Regions from separate parts of the Danio rerio genome. Here region 1 is linked to region 2. The links are chromatin contacts, called in public Hi-C maps. All regions are on one chromosome and are shown on one strand. The core of a region is the stretch at or near the end of the contact, and the rest is flanking DNA. Distances in the headings are between cores, read along the strand shown.

Region 1 (6,208 bases), core at 393-2,892, 420 kb before region 2:
CATCTACATCAGTCAAATAATGTCCAAATTTAACTCGATATTTTATTAAAAATCTAAACAAACTTCATCAGATTCAATAACAAGATCATTTATAGATGTGAAGATAATGAGTACATACTAGTAGCCATTACTAAGGTTAATGCAGGTGTAGTAATGTCAGGAGGTTAACTGCACGTCTATAGTATTTAAATAATGTCTAAATATAACTGCATATCATAACAAATCTCTTAAAAATCTAAATAAACTTCATCAAATCCATTTAAAAAATCATTTAAAGACTTAATGATAGATTAATAGACTTAATGAATGATTTAATACTGAGTACAACATACTAGTAGCCACTACTAAGGTTAATGCAGGTGTAGTAACGTTAGGATGTTAACTACACATCTACATCAGTCAAATAATGTTCAAATATAGCTCGATATTATTTTAAAAATTTAAACAAACTTCATCAGATCAAATAATAAGATCATTTATAGATATGAAGGTAATGAGTTCATACTAGTAGCTACTACTAAGGTTATTGCAAATGTAGTAATGTCAGGAGGTTAACTGCACATCTATATCAGTCAAATAATGTCAAAATATAACTCAGTATTATATTAAATCTCTTAAAAAGCAAAACCAACTTCATCAGATCCATTTATAGGATAATTTAAAGATAAAGAGTAAATCATACTATTAGTAGCCATTACTAAGGTTAATGCAGGTGTAGTAATGTCAGGATGTTAACTACACATCTACATCAGTTAAATAATGTCTAAATATAACTCGATATTATATTAAATCTCTTAAAAATGTAAACAAACAGCAACAAATCTATTTAGAAATCTATAGATAACCTTAATGAGTACAACATACTAGTAGCTACTGTAAGGTTAATGCAGGTGTAGTAACTTCAGGATGTTAACTACACATCTACATCAGTCAAATAAGGTCCAAATATAACTCGATATTATATTAAATCTCTTCAAAATCTAAACAAACTTTATCAGATCCATTTCTAAATGTGTAGATAACGGTAATGAGTACTACATGTTAGTAGCCACTACTAAGGCCAATGCAGGTGTAGTAACGTTAGGAGGTTAACTGCACATCTACATCAGTGAAATAATGTCGAAATATCACTCGATATTATATCAAATCTCTTAAAAAGCTATGATCAGATTAGTTTTCGCCAAGACACATGCGTTTCCTGAAAAATGAAAGTGCTTTCAGTTTTGCTTTTGAAAAAAGAAATACCCCCCACCCCCCTTCCAGGACCCGTCGCCCTTTAGGTGTAATACGCACTCATAACCGCTTATAATCATGTAGTAAAACATAAATAATAAACATATTCATCCCTGAAGACTGAAAATGAAGATATTTCAGCCGTTTATCCTCGGCCTAGCGACCTGAATGGATCGGCCTGAAGGATGAAACCACCTTCAATTCTCTTATTCTCAGTCACAGGTTCACCGGTGCGCTACACACCGGGCCTGGTTCGCTTTTAATCAGTATTGTCGGTGTCTGCTCACCTTGTAGGAGTCGGTAGCTAGCAAAATGTTGAAATCCGCGGCTTCTCTGTGTTTCTCCATCTTCCCCTTGATGTGACTGGAGTCGCGCTGCTGCCTGTCAGTTCTGTTGTTCCTTCTCCACCGCGCGGACTCTCAACCAACCCCCGTCGCTGAGAAGCGGGGATGACGCGAGAGGGTGGGTGGGACCGTTTTGGGCTGCGCTGGCCAATGAGGGGATGAGGTGACTGAGACGTCATGGCAAGGAGGCGACGCGGAAAGTGAATGGATGACACATGACTGAGAGACATAGAAAATATACAAAGAATTATAAAATACTACATTTATTATAGTTAGGTGGCTTTGTTTTTTATGTTTTATATGCTTTGTTTAATATTTATTATAATAAATATTTGTTATAATAATATTTTTTGGTGGTTCATTCCACTGCGGCGACTCCTAAGGGGAAGGCAAATGAATGAATGATATATTATATTTATTATAATGTTACTTACGGTTTAATATGACAGCCTAACAATGGAATTTTAGATTATATAACATCCATTTTCAGTCTATTATCAAATGCAACACAGGTAAATAGAGTAAAACAACCCTATAGTCAGGTGTGGCTTAACAAATAAGCGAGGTAAGCAGCCGCTTATGGCCCCGGGGAATTAGGGGGCCTCAACTAATGTCAAGCAGCCTATATTAATCATTCATTCATTAACTTTTCAGTTCAGCCGCTTTATTAAATCCGGGGTCCCACAGTGAAATGAACCGCCAACTTATCCAGCAAGTTTTTACGCAGCGGATGCCCTTCCAGCCGCAACCCGTCTCCGTAAAACATCCACACACACCCATTCACACTCATACACTACGGACAATTTAGCCTACCCAATTCACCTGTACCGCATGTCTTTGGACTGTGAGTTATATTTGGAGCAACCCACACGAACACAGGGAGAACATGCAAACTCCACATAGAAATGCCAACTGACCCAGCCAAGGCTCAAACCAGCGACCTTCTTGCTGTGAGGCGACAGCACAACCTACTGTGCCACTGCGTCTCCCTATATTAATCATACAGCACTTTTATAATTGTTCTATCATGTTGTAAAATCAGAACCGGGGCCCCAATTAATAATGGAACGATCCACACTGCACATGCAAATATTAAAATCAAAATCACAAATATGGCTAATTAACTGTGCAGAGTTTATGAACTTGCTTTTTAATAGTGATTTTATTGTATTTAATTTTACATTAAGAAGATAAAGACTCCACTTATATTTTTATTTACAATATTCAATGCTAGGGCCCCATAACTGACATTGCTTAGGGTCCCTAAATCACTAAGTCAGCCCCTGCCTTTAGTGCATAGGGCTCAAACTGGATTCCTGGAGAGCCGCTGCTCTGCACGGTTTTGTATCCAGCCCTAATCAAACACAGCTAATCGAAATTACCAAAGGGTTCAAGACTCTTTTGAACAGCTCGATTAATTGGATCAGCTGTGTTTGTTTAGGATTGCAGCAAAACTGTGCAGAGCTGCGGCTCTCCAGGAATTGAGTTTGAGACCTAAGCCAGGGTGTAGTTTTAGGTTTGTTTTATATGTTCCTATTTATATTATTTGTTTATTAATGGATTATCTTTATTATTTGTGCTCTAGCAGTTTTGTACATGTTGATGAAAGTGTTTAATTGAATTTTGCCTTATTGTACGTGTGCTATGCTGCAATAAAAAGGTAAAGAGAGTAAAAAAATGGTATGCGCTAATTTGCATATATATCTAACACAAAAATGTTACAAGACCTTGTAACTTTTGTATTATACATTTGTTATGTAATGATTAATAGTGCAAATAAACCATCGGTAAACTAAACATGAGCAAATTTGCATACATTATACAACAAATATTAGAAGCACAACAAGTTTTTTTGAAATGTCATAATTAAACATGCAAATAAAACATTGTTGATTTAAATATGTGCTAATTTGCATAGTTACTAGCACAAGTTTTAGAAGACCAAAAAGCTTTAGTTTTTTTAAATGTCATAATTAAATATGCAAATAAAACATTGTTGACTTAAATATGCCAGATTTTTAAATACATTTATAACATTAAAAAAAATCTAAAATTTGATAAAGAAAGGCTTACATTTTTTTACATCAAAGTTAAAGGTTTTTGCAGAGAAAAAAACTCTTTGACTATGTCCTTTTATCACTCAATAATTGAGAAAACATTTGAAATATTATGCATATTATTTAACCACTATAAAATACAATGTTGTAGATAATCAGCCAAACTTTCTCTGACCATCTCTCTATAAATTTCCCAATACTGAGTTGCAGCTGGAAAAGCATATACTGTGTAAAACATATGCTAGAATAGTTGGCGGTTCATTGCTTGCTGAATAAGGGGACTAAGCCGAAGGAAAATTAATAAATGAATGATCTCTCTATAAAAAATGATCTGAATGTGGCAACAAATAGGACTGTAAAGTCTGATCTGAGAGCTGCGCTTTCGTATTAATATATGATCAATACAAACAGAAACTTTTTGACCCTTGAACCTTTCTGCAGTTTCGTTTTAAGCTAAATTTAAGTCAGTGGAAATATTCTTTGCTGATGAAGACAGCTATGAAACTGCACATGTTATAAATATGAAGTATTAATAATATTTTACATTTAAATTAACTAACACAGTTTATAATGTAGAAATGATAGAATATCTTCAATGAGACCGTCTGACCAATCGCTTGCCGAGCTGAAAATGACGTCAAGTCAAAGCCCTACCCTAAAATCAGCCAATCACAGGGCTGTTGGAGCTGCTCTCTGATTGGCTGTGCGAAATACAGTATTTGACGTTAGTTCTACAGATCAGTGACTGCAGTTCCACATGACTGACAAAGGGGGAGCCACAGCAGGATTTAATAGTAAGTTTTCTAATGTAGGATCAATAATTATTGGCATTTGAAATCAATAAGTAAAGTCTACTGGTGTTTCACAAGCATAATTAATGCATTTGTGTATTCGGTCATGCTGTGGTATAGCAAGGTATGCTATGAATGTTATGTAATGATTGCGAAATCTTACAGTGTCATGCTTATATGGCTGAATAGTTGCTGAGCCAACATACTGCCAATTGGACTTTCACCTTTAGTCTATATTGAATTGAATGAAAATGCGTTCATATAAATAGAAAACAGAGTTATTAAATGCAATTAAAGTCTCATTGTTATTCAGCTTGATATATTAATAATAATTAATATAAAGATCTTCAAGTGGATCTCAGAGTTGGGACGAGTTTCAGCTTATGAAAAACTCTCCAATAGTTTACATGGAAGAATTGAAATTTATTTTGATAAATGGGGAAAATTTAAAAATTTCTGCGACCCATATTGTTAGTAAACATGTAAGATAAAAATAATAATTAAAGTTATGATTGTACCACCCCCCCTTTTTTTTTTTCTTTTTCTTTTTTAATTTCTCTTTTTTTTTCCTTTTACATTTTTTTCCTTGTGTTTGTTCTGGTTTACTTTTGCAATTAATATGATGCTATTTATTTATTGTATTTATTAAAGATGTTCTGATTTTATGTTAATGCTCTGTATTTGATATTCATCTGCATTATTTGAAATAAGAAAATTTAAAAAAAAAAGATCAACACAATAAAAAAAAATAATAATTAAGATGCATCCTCGTTCTAATATGCACTAATTAAAATCTATAAAATAGGAAGCTATTATACTACATTTTATTACATTTTAAATGCAAATTTAAATATATATTTTTGCTGCTAAAAGGGTAAAAGCTAGGTTTGAAGATAATAGGAAGAATAATGGGAAAACATATACGACAACAAGACAATTATTATTTTGGAAATAAAACTATATATATATATATATATATATATATATATATATATATATATATATATATATATATATATATATATACATACATACATATACATATACATATATATATATATATATATATATATATATATATATATATATATATATATATTTTTTTTTTTTTTTTTTTTAAATAAGTCAAAACTTTTATTCTAAATATGCCAAACAAGATTTAGATTTTTACCCTAAAAACCTTTGGATATCGTTCAATCCACCTTCTGTAAATCGTAGTGATGTATAAATATGCAAGATAACTATAAATAACATACCTTAATATTCATATACTGAGCAAAAACATAGCAAGACTGGTTTAAACATGTAGAATATATATGATAAAATAAAGTTACATTGAGAGAGAGGGTTGTTATACATGTGTAGATGATAAATGTGCACATATCATTCCATACACCACCAGAGGACGCCATTGCACAGGTAATACAGTAAAATGTAGAAAACATAGGCAAAAGACACTGATTTTTAAAGACTAAATGCTCGTTTTTGAGTTATTGAAATGCATAATAATAATAATAATAATAATAATAATAATAATAATAATAATAATAATAATAATAATAGTAATAACAATAATTATAATAATAATGCATATATACAAGTCTATAACAGAAGTACACGTTTTTTGTTCTTAAAATAAAACACATCTTTAAAAAAGTGAATTAATTAACTAATAAAATGAAGGGTGTGTGTTGCAAATCAGGTCTAAATAATGCTTCAGTGAATAACAAAAATTAATAATGCAAGACACATGCATATATGCATACATGAAAAGTAAACTTGA
Region 2 (6,657 bases), core at 3,940-6,439:
CTCAGATTGCATAAGAAGCACTGCATTACATTACATTTCCCCCTTCCATGTTTTTAAAATATGAGCATTTATTTTACCCCAGTAGATTCAATGGAGCTTCTGCGCTAACCTGCTGATTCTGACTGGCGAGTGCTAGTAAACGGCTTTTAGTCTCGTTTTATGCTTGAGCAACTAAATGAACGCCTAAGACTGTTTAACTAATTGTATTTTAATGACATTACAACATCTATGCTGTAAAAGGAACCGTATAAAATGGAAATAAAACTCACAATAACAGGTCACCGGAAGTTTATTAGTTTGGAAAAACACTAGCTCGGCATATACCCTATTAGGGTAAAGTTAGGGTAAATAGGCAAGTCATTGTATAACAGGGGTTTGTTCTGGAGACAATCCAAAACAAATATAGCTTAAAGGCGCTAAAAATATTGACCTTAAAATGTTTTTTTTTAAATGACATTCATAATAATGCTCAGCTAAATGTAATGTAAATGCATGAAGCTGTTTTTCTTTAGATTGATGATTTGTGTTTGGTGGAGTTTATTTAATTCGTTTTTGTCGGTGTGTGAGGACATTCAAACACAAAGATGATGTAAATGTTGCTCTGGTGTAGTGATGGAGACATTGCTTTAACATGCATCTCTAACATACCGGAACAAAATCATTTGCATAATGAAAATACATATTGCAGATGCATTTATATAGATTTATTTTCAGGTTTGCAATTAAATTCAGTTCACACAGTAATAGCATGATGTATTTTTACTATATAACTATATAACTGATGTAATTAAAATGCATACTAATTATTAAAATTATATTTAAATGCAGTTTAAGTCAATTATTCACCCTTCTGTGATTTCTTCTTTTTTTTTTCTAGAAAATTTCCCACATGATGTTCAACTGAGCAAGGAAATTTTTACAGTATTTCCTATAATATTATTTCTTCTAGAGAAAGTCTTATTTGTTTTATTTCGGCTAGAATAAAAGCAGTTCTTAATTTTTTTAAGCCATTTTAAGGTCAATAATAATAGCCCCCTTAAGCTATATTCATTTTGGATTGTCTCCAGAACAAACCATTATTATACAATGACTTGCCTAATTACCCTAACTTGACCCTAATTAAGCTAGTTAAGCCTGTAAATCTCACTTGGCACATGCACATACATATATATTTATAAATTTGCTAATGCATTCAAATTTGTCCTAAAATAAAATGCATTATTATTATTATTACCACAGGGGAATGAACCATCAACTATTCCAGCATACAGTATGTTTTGCACAGTGGATGCCCTTATAGCTGCAATCCAGTGCTGGGAAACTCTCATTGACACACACACTCATACACTACGGCCAATTTAGTTAATCCAAATCACCTAGAGTGCATGTGTTTGGACTGTGGGGGAAACCAGAGCACGCCAACACAGGGAAAACATGCAAACTCCACACAGAAATGCTCACTTTCTCAGCTGTGGCTCGAACCAGCAAACTTCTTGCAGTGAGGCGACAGTGCTAACCACTGAGCCACCATCCAGCCATTATTATTATCATCATCATCATTTTACATTCCTTGACTAATATTCAATCAGCTTATAAACACGTCACAAACGTACGCATAACGACCTACTGAAGAGTTTAAACCGTGTTTATTATGTGTTTGTGTCTCCAGCATCATGTGACAGGAAGAACACATCATCACCATCGTCATCATCAGACTGGAAGTCTCGCCCCCTCCTTCATCAGCTGCCCAACACAAACACAACAGCGTCCAGGCCTCAGTTCAACAGCGACTGATTCCTAGTGGTTATCATCCCTATTATTTATACTCCTCCAGTTCTTAAGGTGCTTTCACCCCCAGACGGATGTTCTCCAAACCTCCCCCCGTTGGCCTTCATCGTTTGCTTTGTTTTCTATGGATTTTAACCAGGTTTTAGCCAGTGTTGCTCGATGAGGTTTTCTAGTACTCATATCTTTTTTGCACTGGACGACACACTCATGGTTGGTTTTACTATGTATAAAACGCTGTACAGCTCTCAATAAGGTGCCCATGGACAGCAGCACATGTACGATGACCTGTATGTTTGATAGTCCGCAATAGACACACACTGTTTTCCCGACACACTCATGAATGTCCAGCTTCTGTTTTATTTTTCTATGGCTGAGATATATTTAATAGAGAGCTTTATGAGGAGATTGTTTTGCGAGTTCGGTTGTGAGAGACACGTGGACAGCGGTTGACAAAAAGCAATAAGCAGGATTTGTCTGTGTTTCTCTTCGATGTATAAAGTGTAAAGTTGATGATGTAAATATACTGTACACCGGACTAAATGAGCAGAGCCGAGCCGAGCGGAAGAGCTTGTGTATCAGAGTCAATATGCAAATGTTCATATTTCATCTGTTTTATATCATGTCCAATAAATGTTGATGTTCTTATATATGCCAAGAGATTTACCAGGCGCTGACTCATGGTTATTGGAGTTTGGGGGTGGGTGTGTGTGTATTTTTGTCTGTGTGTTTGTGTAATGGAGGCCAGCTAGTGAAGTGGTGTGCAGGTAAACTTCACTCCTCTGACCTCTAAAGGTGCTCTAGTGACTGATGCTAGAGTCCATGGTCTTTAGCCTCCTTGTTAGAGCAACCGACTCCCATGCGGAAGGTTGCCGGTTTGATTCCAGCTCGTAGCGGGTTGGGTGGTGTAGGACCAGCGGGGTTACATTGGTGCCGTGACCCGGATGGGTGTGAGATTTAGGGGGGTGAGTGTAACGGAGGCCAGCTAGTGAGTGCTGTGCAGGTAAACCACACTCCCCTGACCGATAAAGGTGCTCAAGACGCCAGAGGCCATTGTCTTTAGCCTCCTTGTTAGAGCACCCGACTCTCTTGCTGAAAGTCGCCGGTTCGATCTCAGCTCTCAGTTGGGTGGTGTGGGACCGGCGGGGTTAAATTTGTGTATACTTAACTCCATTTATTTCTAGAGCGCTTTCAACAAACCACAATGGGTACCAAAGGGCTGTACATAAAAACACATTGAACACATGCAAACATACTCAGAACCAAAATACATAAACACACAACACATGATTAAACGCTAAAGAAAATAAGTGTGTTTGCAATGAGCTCTGAGAACAATCAAAAGTAGGACCTGATCTTAAGGAGAGTGGAAGATCGTTCTGAAGTTTTGGAGCTGCTACTGAAAAAGCTCTCTCACCTCGACAGATCCTCGAACTTGCAGATAGAGAAGATCCTTAGAGCGAAGAGATCTCACAGGTTGGTGTATATTAATTAGCTCTGAAATATGCTCAGGGGCCATGGAGGGATTTAAAAACACACAGCTGTACTTTGTACTGAATTTTAAAGTCGATTGGCAGCCTGTGTAGAGAAACCAGTAGAGGTGTGATGTGCTCTCCTGTACATGCACTACCTGACAAAAGTCTTGTCGCCTATGCGAGTTTTAGGAACAGCAAATGATAACTTGACTTCTAGTTGAACATTTGGTATCAGAAGTGGCTTCCATGAAAGACAAAGGCCTCTAGATTTCGCTCATTTGACCAAAATAAAATATGATCATGCTTTGATTTATGACAAGACTCTTGTCAGGTAGTGTAGATGTATTAAAATAGATTTAAATTAGTTTTATTTATTATTTGATAAACATTTCACCAAAATACTTGGGCCAAATTTTATACAATTTATGAATAAATTCAATTCATTTAAATAATACATTTAAATTAATAATAATAATAATATATATAATAATAATAGATAGATAGATAGATAGATAGATAGATAGATAGATAGATAGATAGATAGATAGATAGATAGATAGATAGATAGATAGATAGATAGATAGATAGATAGATAGATAGATAGATAGATAGATAGATAACTGATTATTATGGAAAGAAATATTACATAGTGATGTTTACAATAGACCATTTTAATGTGGTGATATCGTTGGCACAAAAACATTTCCTGCTTGTCAAACTGTTTCATAACTGTATCAAGATGCAATTCAATCATACCTTAACATTAAATAGCTATCTTAACATTATCAATATGCAGACCCTTTTGGATTCTCGGAAGCTATGGAAATTGGAAATGTAAAACAGGAAATACGTTAGGACCATTGTTTACATCCCTTAACATAATCTATAAAAAGATATAATATAAGCAACTTCTATTAGGTGATATGATTTTGATGAGTGTTCATTAATTGATCTTTGTCTCCATCTGCTGCTCTGATGCGGTGTTGCAAAAGAGTAGAGCAGCGCCATCTCCTGGTCAATATTAGGGGATTATTTATGATGCTTGCAGTAAAATAAATGTCTTATTTATTCATAAAAATATTTGTTTTAAGCTTCACAATGGTGAAAATCCCATCTAATACACAGGAGCAGAATTATTGTTGATTTCAGTTCTTATGTGCAGCCTACATTTTCCATGAGGGGAAAGTGACGCCATCTGGTGGTGTTTTCCCGGAAGAGTCGCTTTAAATGTCAGAAGGGGTTATCTGACTCATTTTATCATTGTTCTGTAAAATCATGAATACTGGAAAAACCCAGCTGAGATAAAGGAGGAAAAACTGCAGATGAAAGATCATAATAACCAGACAATACACTTTAACCGGAATCCGAGGAAAAACACTGCAAGGGAAAATGCTGAGACATAAGCCCATATGTTATGGTTTATGCAAATATCTTAAGTACTAAATGTCCACAAATCATGAATACAACTCAAATATTATATCATGTATTAAATGGAAATAAATGTAAAGATGTGTGCACCTTTTCTCTCATACAAATGTTATTAATATATATGCTACAAGTAAAACTAAATATAGGATACTACTAACAATTTACAATCATTCATTCACTCGTTTTCGGCTTAGTCCATGTTAATAATAACAATACCCAACATTTTTAATCTAATTATTATTATTATTAGTAGTAGTAGTAGTAGTATTGTTATTATTATGTAATTAAGTTACAAAGAAAACTTCATGACTTTATTTAATCTGTATTGCGCTCCAAGCACGTGGATGCATTTATAACAAGCGTCTATTATTTGTATTATTATTAATAATATTAGTACATAATAAAGTTATTATGAAAACTTCTGAACTTTGTTTGATCTGTTTAGCCCTGCGAGCACGTGGAGCCATTCATAATAAGCGCTTACGTCACGCTGACTCCTCCCCCCCGCTCCTCCCCGATCAGCCTCCAGCAGTTCCACGATCCGTCCGCTCACCGAAAGTCTCCGCGTTTCACCCGTTTCCCGTCGCGTAAACCCGGCCAGGCCGCGCACACACCAGCGGAACCCGATGGCTTCGACGACCTCCGACGCTTCCGAGCAAGAGTCAGCGAACCCGAGCGAGAAAAACGGCGACGGGAGCGAGTCGGGCCTGCGCGCCGCCGATCCGGAACCGGCCGTTAAGATGGACGAAGCGGACACGGACGAGAAGCCCGGTGGACACGAGCCTACAGAACAAAGCCCAGAGGAAGCCACGCGGGACGGGGGTAATGATGAAGACGGGGAGACCGAAAAGGAGCAGCAGAAGAGCCCCGGTAGCGCGGACGGGACGGCGGAGCGGATGAAGAGAGAACAAAGGGAGGAGGAGAGCGTGTCCTTACCGGCGGAGAAAAACAGCGGCGGCGGCGGCACCGGAATGAAGCGCCGCGCGAGCCTGGAAATGATGAGCTCGTCTTCGGACGGAGAGCCTCTCAGCCGCATGGACTCGGAGGACAGGTGCGTGTCCGTCTGCTAATTACAAAACACCGATATTTCAGCCGATAGTATCAATGTTAAAGGTCCGTTTTGTTGATTAACGACGCCGTTTAGGTGCCGTTTGGATAACTAGTTTAGCTCGCGCGTGTTGACCGTTACGCTAGTTACTTAACGTTACTGCTAGTGTTATTGAGTTAGCATAAACATAATAATATGACGATAAAGTATGTAAATATGTCATTTGCCACACTTGTAAGTTAAAGTGCTGAGAGTTTGAAAACATGTCAGTCTGCTAATTACAAAACACAGCTATTTCAGCCGATAATATCAACATTTAACGTCTGTTTTGTCGATCAACGAGTTTAGGAGCTGTTTGGATTAACGGTCAACACATGCGAGCGAAAAACCTATTGTGCTAGTCTATTCGAGTTATCTTAAAATAAATAATTTGATATAATGTCATGATCAAGTATGTAAATATGTCATTTGCCAAACTTGTAAGTTAAAGAGCTGAAAGTTTGAAAGCGTGTCACTGTGCTAACTTAATTACAAAACACCGATATTTCAGCCGATAATATCAACATTTACCGTCTTTTTTGTCGATTCATGACGCCGTTTAGGAGCTGTTTGGATTAACGGTCAACACATGCGAGCGAAAAACTGACTGGTCTAGAGTATTCCTGTTATCTTACAATAAATAATATGGTATATTGTGATGATAAAGTATGTATATAATGTAATTTGCCACAATTGTAAAGTTAAATGGCTGAAATTTTGAAAGCATGTCAACCTGCTAATAACAAAACAGGATATTTCATCCGATAATATCAACGTTTAACGTTTGTTTTGTCGATTAACAATGCCATTTAACGTAAGGTGTTTGGTTTAATGGTCAACACATGACAGTGAAAAACTAGTGGTTTCGAGTTAGTGCAAAAA

The links. A called contact is a pair of places that touch in the nucleus more often than the background predicts.
Region 1: a Hi-C map of hematopoietic stem cells shows a contact between it and region 2, with 3 times the contacts expected there. The contact joins the promoter of nampt1 here to the promoter of aebp2 in region 2. A contact is called at or near these places in 2 of 18 Hi-C or Micro-C datasets (hematopoietic stem cells and an unstated tissue) and 1 of 4 datasets of contacts at active chromatin or transcription factors (embryo).

What each region holds. Positions count from the first base shown.
Region 1 is chr4:3,702,451-3,708,658 of GRCz12tu, reverse strand. It overlaps nampt1 (nicotinamide phosphoribosyltransferase 1), which reads right to left and starts at 1,642. Exons shown (of 11, transcript XM_002661340.7): 1 at 1,521-1,642. The coding sequence starts at 1,580. It also overlaps a transcript of pik3cg not described here.
Region 2 is chr4:3,285,597-3,292,253 of GRCz12tu, reverse strand. It overlaps aebp2 (AE binding protein 2), which reads left to right and starts at 5,189. Exons shown (of 8, transcript NM_213494.2): 1 at 5,189-5,739. The coding sequence starts at 5,315. plekha5 (pleckstrin homology domain containing, family A member 5) reads left to right here. Exons shown (of 26, transcript NM_001327786.1): 26 at 1,670-2,453.